Linked DNA regions of Bos taurus: region 1 is linked to region 2. The links are chromatin contacts, called in public Hi-C maps. All regions are on one chromosome and are shown on one strand. Each heading gives the region's core, a stretch centred on a gene start, on an enhancer-like site or on the middle of the called end of the contact. The rest is flanking DNA. Distances are from core to core; before and after follow the strand shown. Region 1 holds the start of FRMD4B (FERM domain containing 4B). Region 2 has its middle 50 kb from the start of FRMD4B.

What was found. Hi-C and Micro-C count contacts between places; a contact is called where the count stands out from the background.
Region 1: a Hi-C map of liver shows a contact between it and region 2, with 6 times the contacts expected there. The contact joins the promoter of FRMD4B here to the enhancer-like site in region 2. A contact is called at or near these places in 2 of 11 Hi-C or Micro-C datasets (liver and skeletal muscle).

Annotation. Positions count from the first base shown.
Region 1 is chr22:32,352,409-32,359,558 of ARS-UCD2.0, forward strand. FRMD4B (FERM domain containing 4B) reads left to right here and starts at 2,440. Exons shown (of 13, transcript NM_001102099.2): 1 at 2,440-2,518; 2 at 4,189-4,265; 3 at 6,075-6,213; 4 at 6,696-6,837. The coding sequence starts at 6,166.
Region 2 is chr22:32,301,561-32,308,625 of ARS-UCD2.0, forward strand. It overlaps a transcript of FRMD4B not described here. Among named protein-coding and RNA genes, the nearest start is that of FRMD4B, 50 kb to the right of the region's middle. Within about 2 kb of position 5,166, at least 21 of the 102 cell types and tissues checked have an H3K27ac peak or open chromatin away from gene starts, as enhancers often do. A contact at or near this core is called in liver, where this site is marked.

The sequences.
Region 1 (7,150 bases), core at 1,190-3,689, 48 kb after region 2:
AGTCTGGAAGACCTAATTTATAGTTTTATTGTCACCATACAAGGATTTCCTTTCGTCACTAACACCATGAATTCTAAACAGAACACAATTTCAAATTCAACCCTATTAGTGAGTGCCACATAAACAACAGTAAATACTAATTAATGATTGTCATTAGGCTGGTTTAACAATCGCTTTAGGAAACAGTCCAGTTTCATGCTCTTAACTCTGTGTGGCAAAGCAAATACAATTCTTCTCTCACCCTCACCCCCCTGCAAATCTCCAAGAGTGGGAATTTTGTTTTGGCAAAAAAAAAAAAAAAATTCTATTTTAATATGAAAATTACAAATTTTCTCTATACATATACATGCATAAAATATATATAGTGGTGTTTGTGGTTTAGTTGCTAAGTCGTGTCCAACTCTTGTGACCCCGTGGATTGTAGCCTGCCAGGCTCCTCTGTTCACAGGATTCTCCAAGCAAGAATACTGGAGTGGGTTGCCATTTCCTTCTCCAGGGGATCATCCCGACCCAGGAATTGAACCTAGGTCTGCCTGCGTGGCAGGCAGATTTCTTTTCCGACTGAGCTATGAGGGAAGATTCAATATATATAGTAGCCTTGTTCTATCCTGTAAGACAGCATACCCTATAATAGTGCTTCTCTGTACGGGGTCCAGTAAAGCATACTTAGCTCGTTTGTGCCTTCCTTTGAACCTTGATCTTTTTCCTTAAATGGTTTCTTGCAATTCTTCTTCATCTTTCAGGTGATTTATTTAGAGTTGTTTAGTCACTCAGTCGTGTCTGACTGTTTGCAACCCCATGGGCTGTAGCCCACCAGGCTTCTCCATTCATGGAATTTTCCAGACAGGATTACTGGAGTGGTTTATTAACATGTCAGGCCATTTCTCTCTCTCTCTCTTTTTTTCACTGCACTGTGCAGCTTGACTTGCAGGGATCTTAGTTCCCCCATCAAGGATTGAATCCCAGGCCACAGCAGTAAAAGCACCAAATCCTAACCACTAGACCACCAAGAGAAGCTTCCCTTATGACTCAGAGGTAAAGAATCTGCCTGCAATGCAGAAGACTTGGGTTTGATCCCTGGGTCAGGAAGATCCCCTGGAGAACAGAATGGCAACCCACTCCAGTATTCTTGCCTGGGAAATTTCATGGACAGAGGAGCCTGGTGGGCTACAGTCCATGGGGTCACAGAGAGTCAGACATGACTGAGCGTGCATACACTGGAGGCCACCAGGGAATTCCCCATCAGGCCATTTCTCTTAAATAGAGACCCCAGCAAGTCAGGTCAGCCTGGTGGATATCTTTCTAACGTTTTCCCCTTATCCTTCCACTGGCCTAAAATCTTGAGTGATTTTGACCAAAGAGGGACCTTGTATTTACCCTATAAGGAAAACACTGGCCTAAAGGACAGGAATGCAGATTGGGCAATTGACTGCTCGTGCCAGGTGCGTTCCTGGGCGTGTTGAATGAGTAAAGGAATCCACTTCACCTCAGCTCCACTGCCATTTTCCGAGCCTCATCCCGGCTCTCTGAGATCTAGAACTCCAAGATAGTTTAAAAGCACGATGGAAGAATGGTTTCAGAAATTTGACAAGCTAGCTTATTTCCAGCTGCCAGCTAGATCAAGTGCCACTACAGTTAGAAGTGTTTTCCTTGCTACTTCAAACAGTGATAAGAATCACACAGGTAATACATGTCTAAATTAGACGATTCCCAATGGTTAGGAAGTGGAAATCTCACTCTTGTATGAAACAGACCGACCTTTGTTCATTTTATACAAACTTCTATAATTTTTAGAAATTAAAAAAAAAAAAACAGGAATACCAAGAATGTGACAACACCTGCATAACCACTTAAACTGATGATAACAAATATTTTGTTATATTGACTTCATCTTATTTTTATTAATAAAATAAACATGACTAGTAATGCTGAAGTTTGTGGTGCCATGAACCCCTCGTACATTCTACTGTCCTGAACCGCTGTCATGAATGAAGTTTGTGCCATTCCTGTTCACTTTTATACTATTACAGGCACATATGTGAAATCACATTTTGCAAAAACTCCAGGGATCAAACTCACGCAGTGAAAGCGCCAGGTCCTAACTACTGGGCCGCCAGGGAATTCCCCCAACCCCTCTCCCCCATCACAACAACTTTTTAAGATTTAAGTTGGGGAAATGGCTTTGCCTTTCAGACTTAAAAATGCAGTCTCATTCCCATAACTTCATTTGCAAACCCAGTTGCCATCTCATTTTTTCAAATTCTTTAAAATTAGCTGAAACCTTTCACTGTTTAAGTAGGGTTTTTGCTGCAGGGGGCTGTCTGTTCTCAACGCTGGGATGTGCCGAATGGAGAGCCTTGTGTTTCACGTTTGTAAGTGATAAGAGGGGGAGGTGGCAGCTTTACAGAGATCAGGTTTCAAGTCCAGCCCTAGTTTTTATGTGTGTGGGAATGGACGCAAAGGAAAACACAGCTGAGCTGCATTGTGGCTCTTCCTGTCGAACCTGTTCACGGCCAGGGTGAGTAAACCAGGAGCAGCGTCTCCTTCGCCCAGCCTCCAGTGAAATTTGTGCCTGGATTCAAAGCAACTGACTTCCCAGGAAATACCATCTGAATCTCCCCCATACCCCGTGTGGAAAGTGCGTCTCTCTCCCGGGGAAATCTGCCAGAGAGAACTTGGCTGTCCTCTCCCAGATGGAGGAAGGAATGGAACCCGGGTGGTGTCACTTGGAGGAATTGCTGATGTCAGTAGCGTGTCAGCTGTGGGAGGCTCGGTTTGTGAAACTGAGTTACACCTAAGTGTCTTAGGAAACTCTGTGCAGAACTCACCGGAGCTGCCCGGCTGGGACAGGAGGGAGAGGGGGAGGGAGAGAGCACCTCGGAGATTCCCTTCCCCTTGGTATCTCACTTTTGGAACCTTGGGATTAAAAGACATGAAAGCCTGGAAACTACAGAAGTTTTAGGAAATCGGTATGTACCTTTAAGCTCCCACGAATTCCTCTTTCTACCTGGGCGAGGGTTATAGTTAGACGCTAGGTGCTCAGACGACAAAGCGCTGTGTTCTCAGTGGGTGATGGTTTATTTCACTGTTTGAGGTGGAGGGTCCAGTTTGAACAGGTCTGTCTCCCAGCTGTATGTGCGTGGGAACCATCAGCTTGTGCTGTTTCTTTTAGATAAGGTTGGTGAAAAGTCTTGGTTCCTGTACCCCAGGAAATGGTTTTGCTGGTGGTGCATTGCGGAGAAGTTATTTTCTTAATGATTAGAATGTTTTATGAAGATTCTTTGAACGTAAGTTAAAAATCCAGCTAAAGTCTAATAATGGAATGAAATTGCTGTGCTAGTATTTCTCTGACCAAGACTGGGGTGGAGAAGAGGAATTCCCAACTACGAAGTCAAAGTTCAAAGGACAAGCTGGGTCTCAGGCTAATGTGAAGGGTTGGGAATGAACCCAGAAAACGCAGGAGGGCCCACTCAGTTCTGTGAATGAGCTGCTTTTTACAAGTTAAATTTTCAGATGCCCATTGCTAGTAAGTTGTATTTCTCCCACCCAACTGGCAGATAACACCTGGTGCGGCATTAGAGTATCAACAGTGGGAATATGTTGATGAATTCTCTTACAAAAACTGGAAGCTTTAGCTCAGAAACCAAGAGAGCAGTGTCAGCATTCACTCCCATCCCACCGAGCCTCCAATTTCTAGCACTCAAGTTTCTGTGGCATTTAGGGGAACTCTTGTACGTGGGGAAATTATCACTGAGAATCACCCTTGCTTGGGGTTCCGTTTTACTTTCACTTTGCATTCTTTTGAAATTTAATCTGTGGTCTTATTGAAACATTCCTTTGAATCTCTTTCCATTTAAATATGAAGTCAACATCTTTGATCAGAAGGCATGTGCTTACTGGAATCTACAATTTCCTTACTCACTCTTTTATTTCGTTGAGTCAAAGGAAAAATAGTATGCATGTTCCCCACAGTTGCTTGGTTTTATTGTTCGGGAAACAGTGATAAAGTGAAGATTACTGTCAAAAGAAGGAATAAACTGGTTTCACGCTATAGTTGGTTTGTGAAAAGGCATATGCCTAATCTCAAACTTAATTCTTGATTTTTTTATTATTAAGCTGATTTCTAGACTTAGTAAAAGTTAACATTAATTAAAGCTGTGTTGCATTTTTGTTTTCTTCATTTCTTAGTTATTCCAATGGAAACAGCTGGAGAACTTATATTTCCGTGAGAAAAAGTTTGCTGTTGAAGTTCATGATCCACGGAGGTGAGAATAAAAGCCTTTTTTTCTGTACGGGTCCAATGACTAGCCACATATGCTGCTATGAATATTCATGTGCACATGTTTTCATTTCTCTTGGGTGCATACCTAGGAGTAGAATTGCTTGATCAAATCGTAACTCTCTTTGACCTTCTGAGGAACTGTCAGACTGTTTTCCAAAGCAGCTATCCCCTTTTACATCCCTACCAAAACTCTGCATGGTTTCATTTTCTCCACATCCTCTAATATTTGTTAGTTTTTCTGTGTGTGTGTGTAAATAGCCATCCTGATGGTGTGCAGTGATAACTCATACTGGTTTAGATTTGCTCACCGAGCATCTTTTCATGGACTCATCGGCCATTTGTCTACCTTTTTTAGAGAAATGTTTATTCAGATCCTTTGCTCATTTTTAAGTTTGCTATTCTTGGTCACTTAAAAAAGTTCCTAAATTATCAACATGAATTAAAGTCAAGATTGTAGGCTCTCCAAGTTCCTCAGAGGAATTCCTTATCAGCTCGCAGTGGTTGCTTTTCAGATATAAGTTTATGGATATTTGGAGGTCAGAGGGATGGAGGAAACAGCTGTGGCAAAAAGATGACCTGGAGATACAAGGCAGATTCCTACAAGGAACACTGGTGCTCTTCTCCCCGCAACCCTGCCCCCATCTTTGCTTCTCTTGCTCTGTCCTCTGACCCTCTCTCTTTTCATCCAGTACATAAGCAGTAATCTGGGCCAGTTTCAAACATGCATATTATCAGACAATATTATTATGCTCATCCTCTGATAGTGCCAAAGCCAGACAATAGCTAGATCTGAGATGCTCTCTTTCCTTGGAGGAAGGTGCTGATCCCACAGGTCATGATCTCTTGATCTTTAAAGTAACACATTTATTCTCACCTTTTTGTGATGGTTGCACATCGCACATCTGTGGTCTTTAATTTGATGTTTTTAGTACAGCCTCCAATGTGGCTAATTCTCATCTGCTATGAAATAATTTTTAATTTCTATTATTTCCAGTATCATGCTTCTGTGCAGAGTACAGAATGTTTATATTTATGTACACAAGTCTACTAGACTTAGGTTTTTCTAAAATATTATATGGTTGACATATTAATAATCATTTTCTCTTAATTACTTTAAAAATTTTCATTTTGTATTAGAGCATAATTGTTTAACAATGTTGTGTTAGTTTCATGCGTACGGCAAAGTGATTCAGTTATACATATACATGTGTCTATTCTTTTTCTAATACTCTGTCCATTTTCTCATCTGCTTTTGAAGATGTGTGTTTGTATTGTTTAATATACTGCTTTTATGAGGAGATACCCAAGTGTGATTGGCTTTCTCATAAAAAGGAGACAATCAGAGGCTTGGTCCTTGAAGGCAAGGGTGTGGCAGAGGAAAAACAATTAAGGAGATACTTTGTTACAATGTTACCCACTGGGTACATTTGATATGCTGCTGCTGCTGCTGCTGCTGCTGCTGCTAAGTCACTTCAGTCCTGTCAGACTCTGTGCGACCCCATAGATGGCAGCCCTGTGCAACCCCATAGATGGCAGCCCACCAGGCTCCCCCGTCCCTGGGATTCTCCAAGTAAGAACACTTGAGTGGGTTGCCATTTCCTTCTCCAATGCCTGAAAGTGAAAAGTGAAAGTGAAGTCGCTCAGTCGTTTCCGACTCTTAGCGACCCCATGGTCTGCAGCCTACCCGGCTCCTCTGTCCATGGGATTTTCCAGGCAAGAGTACTGGAGTGGGGTGCCATTGATGTTATGCTGGGCCAGAAACAAATCATGAGTGCTTTCCTTAATCTTTTAGGATTTCAGTATCCAGAAGAACTTTTGGGCAGAGTGGCCTCTTCGTGCAAACGTGGTATGCGAACTCCTCTCTCATCAAGTCCATCTGGGTAATGGCAATTAGTCAGCATCAGTTTTACTTGGACCGGAAGCAAAGCAAAGTAAGTAACTGAAAGTATTTCTACAAGGACAAAGTCCCATCCCTCATTTACTTTCCATTCAGAAGATAAACTTTCTTAGAAAAGATGCAACCTCATGCGTTTTTGTTTCTTGAGTCTTGTGGGTTTTTTTTTTAACTTTACTACCAGTTGTTTTAATTTTTCTTACATTTAACAGATGGGCAACCTATAGCCTGCTCTGAAAGTTGTAAGATTCGCCAACTTTTAGGCATTGTGTGAGTCTGTGCACTCATGACTTTTTTATGTTAATGATTGAACTATACCATGAGGAAGAATCATGCGTGATTAATAAAACATTTTAGTGACAAAGCTGAAGTCTGAATTTTTTTCTGAAAAATACCACTATAGTATATAAAAGTTCTGTATCGTCCTTTGTGTTGACATTTTTATTCCATATTAACTGAATCGTTTTATTAATTTAAAATAGGTGTGACTGAATGAATTCCCTTTCCATGTTGTGTTAGGCAAAAATCCCTTCAGCCAGGAGTTTAGACGATATCGCAATGGACTTGACAGAGACAGGAGCACCAAGGGTCTCTAAACCGGTGACACTCGAGGCGAAAAGCCAGTTCATTATGGCAAGCAACGGCAGTTTAATTTCCTCAGGTAATATTTTTGGATTAGAGAGTGTGCGAGCCATCTATATCTTAATGTACTTTTATTTTTTTTGGTTGTAAACCACTTTTAAATGTATCTTTTAACCCATTATTTCCAGAATAAGTAAGCATATGAGAGAACCTATAGTATACAGCAGTTTTGAATAAAATTTTGAAATTAGTTTTTAAAAGAATATGAAGCAAGTTAAGTTATAAAGTTCAGGTTGTATAATTAACACTAGATGCTCAGACAGTGAGTGCCTTGGGGTAGCTTGCAAGAACATTTTCTCCCCATCAGGTCCAGAAGCTTTTTCTTTCTCCAG
Region 2 (7,065 bases), core at 3,916-6,415:
TCAAGTGTTAGCTTGCCCAATACCTATAATGTTACCGCTGTTACCATGGTTGTAAGTGAAAGAAATGTTCTCTCCAGAGCAGACTGCAGTTTCTAAAGAACTTTTACCCTTCAGGCATGAAATTCTAGAGTTCTGTATGAGTCTTAATTAAGTTTCACCATATGAAAGCACTGAGAACCAGGCAAAATCCTATTATTCTTGGTTCATCCATTGTTTGGGATGAACTCCACGCACAGGTCAGATAACCTTGACAATCAGTACTGGAACTTAAAATAAAATATGTTGCCTTGGATTTCCAGGACAGTGGTTAACTAAAAGGTGAGGTGGGGGCTAAGATGTTTAAAAGAATGTGGAGCTTTGCCAAACCAGGCATTGTCCTCTCCTCCTGGAATGAGACTTTTCAAGGACCCTACCTCTGCATCCCCCCGGTGTCTTCCTCCACCACAGTTGTGTTGGGGCCATTGTGTAGGTGGCTGGAGCGGCCAAACAGACTTAATTTGAAGCAAGTAGGGAAAACCACTAGACCATTCAGATATGACCTAAATCAAATCACTTACGATTATACAGTGGAAGTGGGAAATAGATTTAAGGGACTAGACCTGATAGACAGAGTGCCTGATGAACTATGGAATGAGCTTTGTGACATTGTACAGGAGACAGGGATCAAGACCATCCCCAAGAAAAAGAAATGCAAAAAAGCAAAATGGCTCTCTAAGGAGGCCTTATAAGTAGCTGTGAAAAGAAGAGAAGCTACAGGAAAAGGAGAAAAGGAAAGATATACCCAATTTGAATGCAGAGCTCCAAAGAATAGCAAGGAGAGATAAGAAAGCCTTCCTCAATGATCAGTGCAAAGAAATAGAGGAAAACAATAGAATGGGAAAGACTAGAGATCTCTTCAAGAAAATTAGAGATACCAAGGGAACATTTCATGCAAAGATGGGCTCAAAATGGTATGGACCTAACAGAAGCAGAAGATATTAAGAAGAGGTGGCAAGAATACACAGAAGAACTGTACAAAAAAGATCTTCACGACCCAGATGATCACGATGGTGTGATCACTCACCTAGAGCCAGACATCCTGGAATGTGAGGTCAAGTGGGCCTTAGGAAGTATCACTACGAACAAAGCTAGTGGAGGTGATAGAATTCCAATTGAGCTATTTCAAGTCCTAAAAGATGATGCTGTAAAAGTGCTGCACTCAATATGCCAGCAAATTTGGAAACCTCAGCAGTAGCCAGAGGACTAGAAAAGATCAGTTTTCACTCCAATCCCAAAGAAAGGCAATGCCAAAGAATGCTCAGGCTACCACACGATTGCACTCATCTCACACACTACTAAAGTAATGCTCAAAATTCTCCAAGGCTTCAACAATATGTGAACCATGAACTTCCTGATGTTCAAGCTGGTTTTAGCAAAGACAGAGGAACCAGAGATAACATCCGCTGGATCATCAAAAAGGCAAGAGGGTTCCAGAAAAACATCTATTTCTGCTTTATTGACTATGCCAAAGTCTTTGACTGTGTGGATGACAACAAACTGTGGAAAATTCTAAAAGAGATGGGAATACCAGACCACCTTACCTGCCTCTTGAGAAATCTGTTTGCAGGTCAGGAAGCAACAGTTAGAACTGGACATGGAACAACAGACTGGTTCCAAATAGGAAAAGGAGTATGTCAAGGCTGTATATTGTCACCCTGCATATTTAACTTATATGCAGAGTACATCATGAGAAATGCTGGGCTGGATGAAACACAAGCTGGAATCAAGATTGCCAGGAGAAATATCAATAACCTCAGATATGCAGGTGACATCACCCTATGGCAGAAAGTGAAGAAGAACTAAAGAGCCTCTTGATGAAAGTGAAAGAGGAGAGTGAAAAAGTTGGCTTAAAACTCAACATTCAGAAACTAAGATCATGACATCTGGTCGCGTCACTTCATGGCAAATAGATGGGGAAACAGTGTCAGACTTTATTTTTTGGGGCTCCAAAATCACTGCAGATGGTGATTACAGCCATGAAATTAAAAGACGTTTACTCCTTAGAAGTATCATGCGAGTGTATGTTCCTCAGCTCTTTGTCTCATCACAACAAAGATTTGGAGTGATGGACATTAAAGCCCCCTCGGCGTGTCAGAGCTTTTGGGTCTTGGATAGACCGTGTTATAGCTCTCAGGTCTCAAAAGGACCATGTTATAGCTCTTAGACAAATCAGTGTTACAGCTCAGTGTTACAGCTCTATTTTATTTAGAAGATAGCAGGAAAATCCATCTTCGAGGTGTGAGGGCACATCGATCTAAAGACATGAGGAGAAGAGCGCCCCAGCGCGCGTGCGAGAGAGAGAGAGAAAGAGAAAGAAAGAGAGAAAGAGTTAGCTTTGGCTCCTCTATATGTTTATGTCTCCCTGGGCCTGTCCTATGTAAATTGGGCCAGTCAGGAGTGCTGTTTGTTTTACCGGAGGTCCTCACTCGGGTCCTCGGACCTTCTTTTGTTCTGTTTTCGCGGGCTTTTCCCTTCCTTGTCTTTTAGCCACCGCCATTTTGGACTCCTTTTTCCTATTTTTACCTACCTAACAGAAGGAAAGTTATGACCAACCTAGACAGCATATTAAAAGGCAGAGACATTACTTTGCCAACAAAGCTCCATCTCGTCAAGGCTGTGGTTTTTCCAGTAGTCATGTATGGATGTGAGAGTTGGGCTATAAAGAAAGCTGAGTGCCAAAGAATTGATGCTTTTGAACTGTGGTGTTGAAAAAGACTCTTGAGAGTCCCTTGGACTGCAAGGACCTCCAACCAGTCCATCCTAAAGGAGATCAGTCCTGAGTGTTCATTTGAAGGACTGATGTTGAAGCTGAAACTCCAATACTTTGGCCACCTCATGCAAAGAGCTGACTTATTGCAAAAGACCCTGATGCTGAGAAAGATTGAACGTGGGAGGAGAAGGGGACGACAGAGGATGAGATGGTTGGATGGCATCACTGACTCAATGGACATGAGTTTGGGTAAACTCTGGGAGTTGGTGATGGACAGGGAGGCCTGGTGTGCTGCAGTCCATGGGGTCACAAAGAGTTGGAGACGACTGAGCGACTGAACTGAACTGAACTGTAGGTGAAAAAATCCACAGGTGAGGTTCGTATTTGCTTCCCTATTCCTCTAGAGCTGTCCCAGCCTGGTACTTTTCATACCTCAGCTCCTCATTTCAGCATTTTTAATATTTAATGACTCTTCTAAGTTAGAGAAATATTTGGCAGCTTCCTTAAAAGTATCTGTTTGAGGTCTTTTTATCTGCTGGACTTCCATTTACTAAATTGAAAAGTTGGTGTGTAAAATACTGTTCAAATGACTCATCTAAGATTCTGATGAAGCACAGGGGTCACAGGGTGGCAGAGGAGTTGGCAGTAATTTTCAATATATTTTATTCATCTTTAGTTTAGTTGCTTTTTTTTTTTTTTTTTTAATATTTGAACTAACATACTTGATCTCCTCTCCAATTTTAAGACAAATTTAACTTAACGAGGTCAGGTCTAATTTCAAACTCCACAAAGATGTTTTTTAGCCACCACCCCCCCTCCCAACCCCGGCCCGAAGCTCTCCTCCCTCTGCATGAGTTTCTTTTTCTTTGAAGAGAAGGGATTCAGCCTTTCTAAAATTTAAATCTTGATCAGCGCCTTCCTCACCTGTTGGATTAACTGCTTCATCATCTTTCACCAGATTAGAAAACCACTGTCTCTTGCCTGAAAGACAGAGGGCAATTGATTTCTGCAATCAACCTGGCTTCTTTGATTTTATAATCTGTTTCTAGAGATTATAGGCGAGCTTTGAATTCCAAGGCTCTGGGCCTGTCAGCTTTTGAAGCAAAAAACTTTGAAGCAGATCCTCTGCCTCAGGTTTCAGAAGGAATACTTAGATGTTGGAAAATGAAGTTAATTTGTTTTCATTCTGTAATAAAAGGGAAACACAGATAATTATCACTGCTGACATTGTAACATCCCTGATTTGGGGGCTGTATATTTTTATTTTATGAGTTCTAAAAGAATTGTTGTTACTAGTTTTTGTTTTTTGGGTTTTTTTTTTTTTTTTTCTTTTTTTTGAGAAGCCCAGTCAAGTCATTTGGAAACTTGAGAGAGAAGCATAAACCTTCCAGAAATTCTCACTGAGCTAACTGCTCCTATAAACCTACCTAATGTGCATTTACTTTAAAACTACTAAATTACTTACCACTGATACACTTGGTGTAATTACAAAACTCTTCAGCCCAGATTCAACAGGTAGAAAGGAGAAAGAAAATGTGCAGGGCAATTTGCAGACCTGTGTTCTTAAACACTATGCAGTCTGAGTACTAATTATACAGGATTTACACAAGGAGAGGGTTATATGGAATTGTTTTAGCATGTGGTAATGCTTATAAGCTAGCATCTTACCCCAAAAAATTGTTTTTTAAATAATGACCCTAGTCTACTACTCAGTGTTGAATTTATCATACAATGCAATAATGGTATTTACTTATGTCATCACATTTAACAAAATAAATGAAGGTATATGTGAGTATTATTGATAGAGGCAGTCCCCCATCCCTTGCTCCCCCCCCCCACACACACACACTTGTGTATCCCTTCCTGAGTAAGTATTCCTGTCAAACTCCTATTCTTCTTTGGGATCTTAAAAAATAAAATACTGGAAAAAGGATAAATTAGGATTCATCAAACTTCAATATAAAGCAACAGAATTTTGGCCTTTTAAGCATTTGCTGTAACTGGTTCTTAAGGCTTTACATTTTCTCTATAAAACTATAAATATTAATTCAAGAGTCTCATTGACACAGAAGTGGAACTTACATTTTTTATAATATTTGCATTGTGTATGTATACCAAAATAATTGCTATGATGCAGGAAAACACTAAACAAACTAAGAAAATCGGAGCGTAAAAATGAACTTAGATAAAAATTATTCATGCATTTAGAGTCTGTCTGAATTTTCAGTCATGTGTGTTCCTTCCAGAATACTGCTCTCAAAACACAATTTCCCACAGCTAATTAAAGCGCACACTCTCTCTTTTACACACACACACACACACACACACACCCTGTGGCTTCCCCTTAACCCTGGATGTGTCTCTCCACGCCCCCCCTCCCTTTCCTCCGGAATGGTATGATCTGCATTTGATCGTAAACTGGAGGTGCCAAGCTGTGACAGCTTCCCAAACTCCACAGCCATTTGCTACGACCTAGGGCAGCCTGTATTCAGTGATGCTTTCCTTTTCCTCCGACAGGGGCAAATCGAAGTAGACAGCGAAACTATCTTCAGGTTAGCGGCACTCATTCTACAGGTAAGAACTGACAAACCGCTTTTTACTTGCTTGTTTTGTGTATTGGGTTTTGTGAACTGCCTGAAATTCGGAGACTTTTGCATGGGCCAGTAGCTGATGTTCTAAAGTCGCCTGGTTGTTTGCCAGAATAAGATGTGAGCCACCGTTTTCTGTTTTCGTGTGGTTTAAATGATGAGGGAGAATGTGGCATTGTGTGTCTCAGAAGAAAATGAAATTTAGACTTCACTGAGGAAGGAGCGTTAAGACCATATTCCTGGCAAAGAGCTCTGGGTGACTTGAATTTGGGAGGTGGCAGTTGTCACAACAGCTGTAATCTGCATTTAAATTTAGTAACTTTTGTATACTTTTTCTTGAGGTTGAGTTAAAGAGCCCTTTAATTCTTAAAGCCATGCATAGTAGAAAAACAGTGGGTTCTATGCTGGTTTAAAAAAAGAAAGTAAATGGCATGTGTTGGTTTATCTGTGTAATGATTTAAAAGGTCTGCATCCAGACTAAAAAGTGTGCTGCTCTGGTAGACAAGCATTTATCACGTGATCTTCAAAACTTAAAAGGAGAAATAATCATTTATGTGTTTTCAGATAGATTTGTCTTGTCTGTTAAAAACAAGAAAAATTAATGAGTAATAGCAATGTCCTAAATGCCACATTTTTCTCCAGTGTGGTAGATAGGGAAAATGTTCCTTGAGGAAAAAAAAAATTCGAAACAAAACTCGGGCATTTTAAGAGTAGAGAATGATCAAGAGTAAAAATTCTTTTAGCTTGATTAACATCAGTACAAACTGATCATCTTTTTTTTTTTTAGGAAGCCAAAGGGGATTACACCAGGTATGGTTCCTTTTCTGATATAACTATGCAGAATAACTCACTGAATCTTTTAATGCTATTTTAAATAACAATGGATGCAAAATCAAAAGAAAGTAGATCCCTAGGCGAGAGACGGAGGTCTCTTTCCTCTTCAAATAGAAACCTATTCTTTTGTGAATGAATCCAGGCAATGAAGCTTTCCAAGCTGGAGTGACAGAACTTGTTCTCAGAAATGCTCCAAAGTTCTATTTTCTGTCATCTGTTAGCAAATGAAAAAATCTATAAAAAGCTTGGGTAACCCATTCTGATTTTTTAAACTTATACTAATCCTGTGTTTGAAGAGATATACTATAAGCACAAAAAGATTAAATCCATCAGCTGCTTAGTTAAGGGATTAATAGGGGCTTTCTTTTTGCAGCTGCCCTGAAGGGGCCTCATCCTTCATACACTTGACCTAACAGTTGTATTGTTGCCACCGAGACACTTACTGGTCCTAACTGCCTAACTGGCCAAATCATCAGAGAGTGTTTATATTTGAATTCACCCTCCTCTGTCGTCTCCAGTCTGTTCTTTTCATGCAATAGTTGCCCTTGGAGTAGTAGAAAGGGTTAAAGGTGGAGGCCAGGCCTCTGATTCGAAACAGCTCACAGGCTGACGACTGGCTGAAAGCCTCGCCTCTACCGTGTTAATGTTCCACTCCGGGTAAACTTTACCAGTAGATTATTTACAGATCAACTAGTATTCATTCCCCGCCAAGTCTTTGACTAGTGTGCTCCTTAACAGACTGATAACCAGATCATGCCTTCCAGGCTTGAAAACTTGCAGTCTCAGAGTCATGCTTCACTTCAGAAACTCGTGCACTTTCCACATCTGCCCATTTAATTTGGTAGAATGACTGAGGCATCCACTTAACATGCCACGATCCACTCACCGCATTCT